2 separate regions of the Mus musculus genome follow, and region 1 is linked to region 2. The links are chromatin contacts, called in public HiCAR-type maps. All regions are on one chromosome and are shown on one strand. Each heading gives the region's core, a stretch centred on a gene start, on an enhancer-like site or on the middle of the called end of the contact. The rest is flanking DNA. Distances are from core to core; before and after follow the strand shown.

Region 1 (2,793 bases), core at 86-2,585, 110 kb after region 2:
GGAAGAGGACCGGTCCCCAGGAGAACAGCATCCACATCCTCCGAGGACTCTGAGACTTCCTCAACATCTTATTAGATCTGCCTGAGGCCAAGTTGAAAGCTGGGGCCCATCTTCTTATGTCTTTAGCCAGAGTCATTGTGACGGTTTAGACATGGTCTGGACATGGTCACGCTGGTGCTGGAGTCTCAGAGAAATGTGAAGAGATGCCCCAGCTCCTGATGAATTGCCACAGCCATGCTGTGTATTCTCTGGATTAGAAAGCCCCCACCCCACCACCCACCAGTGAGGCTCCTTTTCAAATAATTAGCTTTCCCCTCAAGGGCCTGCACCTGTGTTAACGTATCAGACACACCTCCCAAACCCCCACCTCCTACCGCAGCCATCCCCAGAGCCACCATGCCATGGGAACAGACCAGCATTCCTAAGTCACAACACACAGCTGCAGCATCCTGAAGAAGCACCAGACCCTCCATGAAGGAGGCCGCTGCAGCCCCCAGACATGTGGTGTTTTGCTGTTGTGTCTCTCAAACAAGCTGATGCTGTCGAATCTTTGCCAAAACAACTCTGTGTCCCTCACTAGCCGCCGAGGCTTCTGGAGACGGCGCACCACCACATGACATCCGTAGCGGCTCCCTCCACTTTCCACAGATGATGTTACTATCCCTTTAAACACACACACACACACACACACACATACACACATTAAATTGCTTTCCCAGGAGTTGTTGACTGTTTTCCCCACACATCCAAAAGAATGAACAGGATGCTTTGCCGGGCTGGAGGGAGGTCTGAGAAGAAACGGGAACAGCCTCACGGGACAGAGTGTCTGAGCTAGCAGGGTTGATGAAAGCAAGCATTTGGGAGCTCAAAATTGCTGTTATCTCCTCCCTGTGAATAACAGGGAGAAGGTTATAATACTGGTATATTTCTGCATTTTAACGATAAAGTTGGACCATGTCACTCCTTGAAGAAGGTTCCCAGGAAAACATAGCATTACTCAGCAACACTGCCTTAGACAGACATTCCCACCACTCCCCTTCACATCCCCCCCACCCCCACCCCACCCGCCCGCCCTGCTTCAAGTCCACTCCGGGAAGTGCTAGAAGGGAAAACATTTCCACGGAACAGCTCTGCCTGGCAGGACAAGAACCACAGATCCTGGACAGTGAGAGACGAAGAAAACAGCGTTAATTCTCTTCAATTCTGTTTAAATATTTGGTGATAAGAAATACTCCTGCAAGACCTTAACTGTTACTCCGTGGAGGAAGGGCTGCCTCTCCAGAGCTGCTGGGAATCTGTAGGGGGCTGTGCTGCCAAAGCTTTCCTTATCAGCATTCATTCTGCAGCCCAGCCTCTAAGCTGGCAGAGAGGCTCATGGTCCAGTACCAGTAGCCCACAATGGGGTGGCCACACATGCTGACAGGACAAGCAGCTTCCCAGTGTCCCTCAGGTGCTGGCAGACTCTTTCTGGCTTTCTCTTGCACCTCCTTTCACATTGTATTCGGCACGCTGGCACCTCTGAAAAATGACCTTGCTAGTATCCCTGCCTGGTGTGTTTCCCTGTTGCTGGGAGACTCTTTCTCCATAACCCCCAGGGCAGACTCCACCATGTGGTACCAGTGCCATGTGCAGCACAGGTCAGCACTGCTCTTGAATCCCAGCCTCCCTTCTTTATAACAAATACCTGGTTCAGGTATTATGTTACAGTTTCAGAAAACAGACAGAAGCAGGGAGGGGACGTGTGAGTGCTGAGGTGGGCCGCCCATAGGCCAGACTGTAACTGTCCCCATCCCCAGAGAGGCAGGGCACTCCCTCAGCAACTGAACAAGTCACAGGAGCCCCAGGAGCATGATAGGTGAGACTCCTAGAGTCATCCATCTTGTTCTTCTGAGACAAGGTTTCTCACTGGCCTGGGGCTCACCAATTCAGCTACATAGGGATCTGTCTGTCTCTGCCTGCCAGGGACTGGGATTATAAACAAGTGCCACCATGCCCAGCTCTCATGCTCACGTGCCAAGCCCGCCACTGACTGAACCATCTGCCTAAACCCCATAAGCTTATTTTCTAACGAGAACTTACCAAGTGCTGCCCAGGAATCCAGGCAGGAGGGAAATAGAGGTTGTGTATTGTAGGGGCTCCTGATTCAGTGCACTGGGGGTCCTGCTGCCTGTCTACAAGGGTATATGTCCTATTCAAGGACATTTGTGGGCATGGCTTTGAAGCCTGTGGTAGCTGATACCCGCACCCATCTTTCTCTCCACCCCCCACGCCCCCCCCCCCGGAATCTTCTTCCTCTTGGGGGAAATCACAGTTTGTCCATGCAGCTCACTGAGCAGAAAGGACTATGGGATCTCAAAACCAACCTACCACAGGTCAACAGTGGAACTGACATATTTGCCTCTACCTTTGACTTCAGAGCCTAGTCATTGCTCCAAGGCACAGTCACCCTTTCCAGAATTCCAGGATTAGTGAGTAGTCACTAATGGTTACTAGGTCAGAGAATAACTCACCTTGTCTTGCAAATCCTTAGTGTACACACACCCATATAACCAGCTTGCTACCAGCCCCAGACAGCTCCATACAAACAGACACAGGTGACCTCAGGTGACATGTGTCCAGATAGCATCTGCAACCTCTGAAAGTTGCATAGCTTTGACTATTGGGTGACCCCGACTTAGAAGAAACCCTGTGCATTATTATTAGAATGGAAGAGATGATGTGGTACACCGTACCCCCCCCTCCCCAAATAGAACATGGACACAAGAAGGCTGATGCACTGTTTAGAGCTGAGAA
Region 2 (3,073 bases), core at 424-2,923:
TGTGTGCATATGTGTGTCCCATATATAAATTCTGCTATTCTGGAAAACCCTAACTAATACATATAGTGGGTGGTACATGCTTTTAATCCAAGCACTCAGGAGGCAGAGGCAGATTGAGCTCTATAAGTTTGTGGCCCATCTGGTCCACAGTGAGTTCTAAATCATCTAAGGCTACATAGCAAGACTTTAAATAAATAAAAAAGATGAACAAACAGAACAACAATAAAATAAATCCTTCCAAGAACACAAGTCCTGTCTATATTTATTCAGTGCTGTATCTCCCATGCCTGGAGGAAAGAGCCCGGACCCCAAATTCCATCCAGGCGTCTTTCCCGAGACCAAATACTACCTTTGCTTTAGGGGTTGAAGCTTCCCGCAAAGATAGAGTCCAGGCTTCTCAGGATCCCCACTGTGGACCCATAACTAGTGCCCCAGAGGCTGCGCCCCAACCCCACCCTAGCAGACATGTGCAGAGATGGACACTCCTATTCATCTGAGGCTTAGTCTAGATCTGTAATTTCAATTTCCTAAAGAAGGAAAGAGGCCACGAGACCCTTAGCCTATCCTCTTGTGATAGCTAAGGTCTACACCCATCCAATTAGCAGCCCAGGCGTGAACTCTTCTGTGTGAGAGAGCCCTGTCAGCCAAGGGAGCTGGAGCCCAAGAGGCTCTTTCTCCCTACCTGTTGAACTCTGAGACCCCTGCAGCTGCAGGTTCTGAGACATAAGACTCTCTAGCTCCACACCACAAACCTAGGGATTGGGGCTCCCCACTGGATGGAGACCCATCTCCCAAGCCCCCTGCATTCTTGTATACATCTCTGCAAGTGTGTGCCTGACACTGAAGGAGGCTGAGTAGTTCTGGCTGGACCTTGTAAGTTGTTTTACTTCCAGTGCCGGGGATTGAACTCAGGACCTCACGCATGCTAGGCAGGTTCTCTAAGGTCATCCTCAGCCCCCAAGAGCCACCGATGTAAAGGACAGAGGGATCCTAGGTAGAGCACACCTTCCCAGGTCGTCACTTCCCTCTGGCCTCTCCAGGCTTCTTAGAGAAAGACAATATAGCTGGATGTTACCTAACCCTAATTCTGTTGCTATGACATCTGGACTTCCAGACCTGACTCTAATCCTCATTAATTGGATCCCCAGCTTCCAAATGTTTCCTCTTGTTTCTCTAAGTCTCTCTGCAAGAGGAACGAACACCGCAAGTCAGTAGGCCTTCAGTTATATATAGGTCAGGAGGTTGTGGGTCAGTTCTGCAAACCGTTTATTGATTTACATTCTTACGTCTTCCTGGTCTCCTCTGAACACGTGTCACTTTCACTTTGAGAAAGAAAACTGTACATGCCTGCGCCACTCAAGTTAAACTTTGTCAGGAAGCTCCAAGAGCACTCTGTGAGTGTGGGTCTCAAAGTACCCAAGCTGGTAGAAGAACTCGGGCTTTGAGCCAACCAAAATCGTCCACTTGGCTATTTCAAGTCTTTTCCCCTTCTTCAGTACAGTGATGAGTGGCACCCGGATAAAGTTTTTGTTTACCAAAAGTTCCTCCCAGAATAGAAACTGCCCACAATATTTTTCTTGTGGAGGACATTTAGCGGGCCATGGTGTTCAGAGCTGATGCTTTCTGCTGTACAAAGCAGAGCTGGGTGTCACCTCTGGACTCTGCCAGAGGAGGCAAGGACCTTGTTCCTAACCAACCTTGGGACTCTCAGATCTCTGGAATGTTTCAGTACTGCCTGGTCTAAGTGAGTGTTTTGTTTGGTTGATTTTGTAACTTAAAGCTTGGGCAAGCTGTTCAGCTTCTTTTCTCCCTGCTAGCAGAAGCCAGCAAAAAGAAAATTATGACAGGGTCCCATGGGTGAGGATAGAATTTCCAACAAGCTAGTCTTTTAGGAGGGTGACCCATCTAGAGATGACAAATGGTCAGTCCCAAAGGCAGCAGCTGGCCTCACTGTAAATCCAGGTTCAGGGTCCTTTAAAGCATACACCTGTTGCAAGGGAGTCCCTGTCACAAGCCTGCAGCTGTGGGTGCCGTTTGCAGCCCGCTTATGTCAACACGCACCATGGGGCTGGTCAACGGGTGGCGTGAGGATCTGATGATGGATGCATTTTATGACAGCGCCTGTTGCCCGGCAGAAAAACACCCCGTATGATTTAATAGGACCACAGCAAATCCTAACAGCAAAACATTCATCTGGCGAAGGCTGCAGACTCTTACACAGCTCTTGCCAGGTTTCTATGGTGATGATGTTCATTGTAAGCACAGAACAAGCACCGATTCACAGTGTCCAGCAGAGGCTACAGTCTCCTCCACCCTCCTGCTTGCTTGCTGCAGGCAGCCGTGGCTTCCATGCTAAACGTGCACCCTGGAGTAAAATCAAGTCCCCTTGCACTCTCCGTCCCCCCAGAGAGGAGTGGAGCGTGCAGACACAAAGCAAACAGAGATGCTAGCAGGGTGTTGGGATGCACCAAATAAATGGTAACACCAATCTGTTCAGCTGATCACTGTTTTTATTCTTGCCCTCTTTATTAACATGGCTGAGGAAGCATACCACAGCTCATGGGTGGAGATCACAGGACAACCTCTGCTGGTCCTATTAAACCATACAGGGACTTTTTGCCTGAGACACTCTTACTGTCCCCTACTGCACACTCCAAGGCTAGCTGACCCTCACGCTTCTGTGGCTCCTTGTCTTAGCCTCCCATCTCACTGTAAGAATGCTGGGCTTACAGATGTGTCTGCTACTGCATCTGGCCCCTCTGATGCACCTTCAAGTTTAAAAACGTTAGCATTTTTGTGGACGGGGGTGGGGGTGGCTAGGTAAATTTCCAGATGAAGAGTTGTATTGAGGAATTTGTTCTCTGAGGGAATTTCAGAGCCATCTCTATGTACATTGTGATCCAATCTGGGACAATCTTGCAAACAGGGACAGCAAATCCCTGCCAAGATCTGGTGTGTGATCATTCAGGTCTCATCTGCTGCTTGCAAAATCCTGGGAAACTGGCCTGTTTGTCTGGAAGAACCAAGTGCTGTGCCAGCAGCAGACCCTGGCTCACAGCTCTGTTCAATACTG

The links. HiCAR-type assays count read pairs that join an accessible place to other places.
Region 1: a contact with region 2 is called in a HiCAR-type map of astrocytes, with 8 times the contacts expected there. The contact joins two enhancer-like sites. A contact is called at or near these places in 5 of 484 Hi-C or Micro-C datasets (B cells, nephron progenitors, neurons and 1 more) and 5 of 115 datasets of contacts at active chromatin or transcription factors (CD8 T cells, astrocytes, large pre-B cells and 1 more).

What each region holds. Positions count from the first base shown.
Region 1 is chr13:52,044,758-52,047,550 of GRCm38.p6, reverse strand. No RefSeq gene overlaps it. Among named protein-coding and RNA genes, the nearest start is that of Gm40948, 37 kb to the left of the region's middle. Within about 2 kb of position 1,335, at least 31 of the 459 cell types and tissues checked have an H3K27ac peak or open chromatin away from gene starts, as enhancers often do. A contact at or near this core is called in astrocytes and uterus, where this site is marked.
Region 2 is chr13:52,154,226-52,157,298 of GRCm38.p6, reverse strand. No RefSeq gene overlaps it. Among named protein-coding and RNA genes, the nearest start is that of 4921525O09Rik, 59 kb to the right of the region's middle. Within about 2 kb of position 1,673, at least 116 of the 459 cell types and tissues checked have an H3K27ac peak or open chromatin away from gene starts, as enhancers often do. A contact at or near this core is called in astrocytes and uterus, where this site is marked.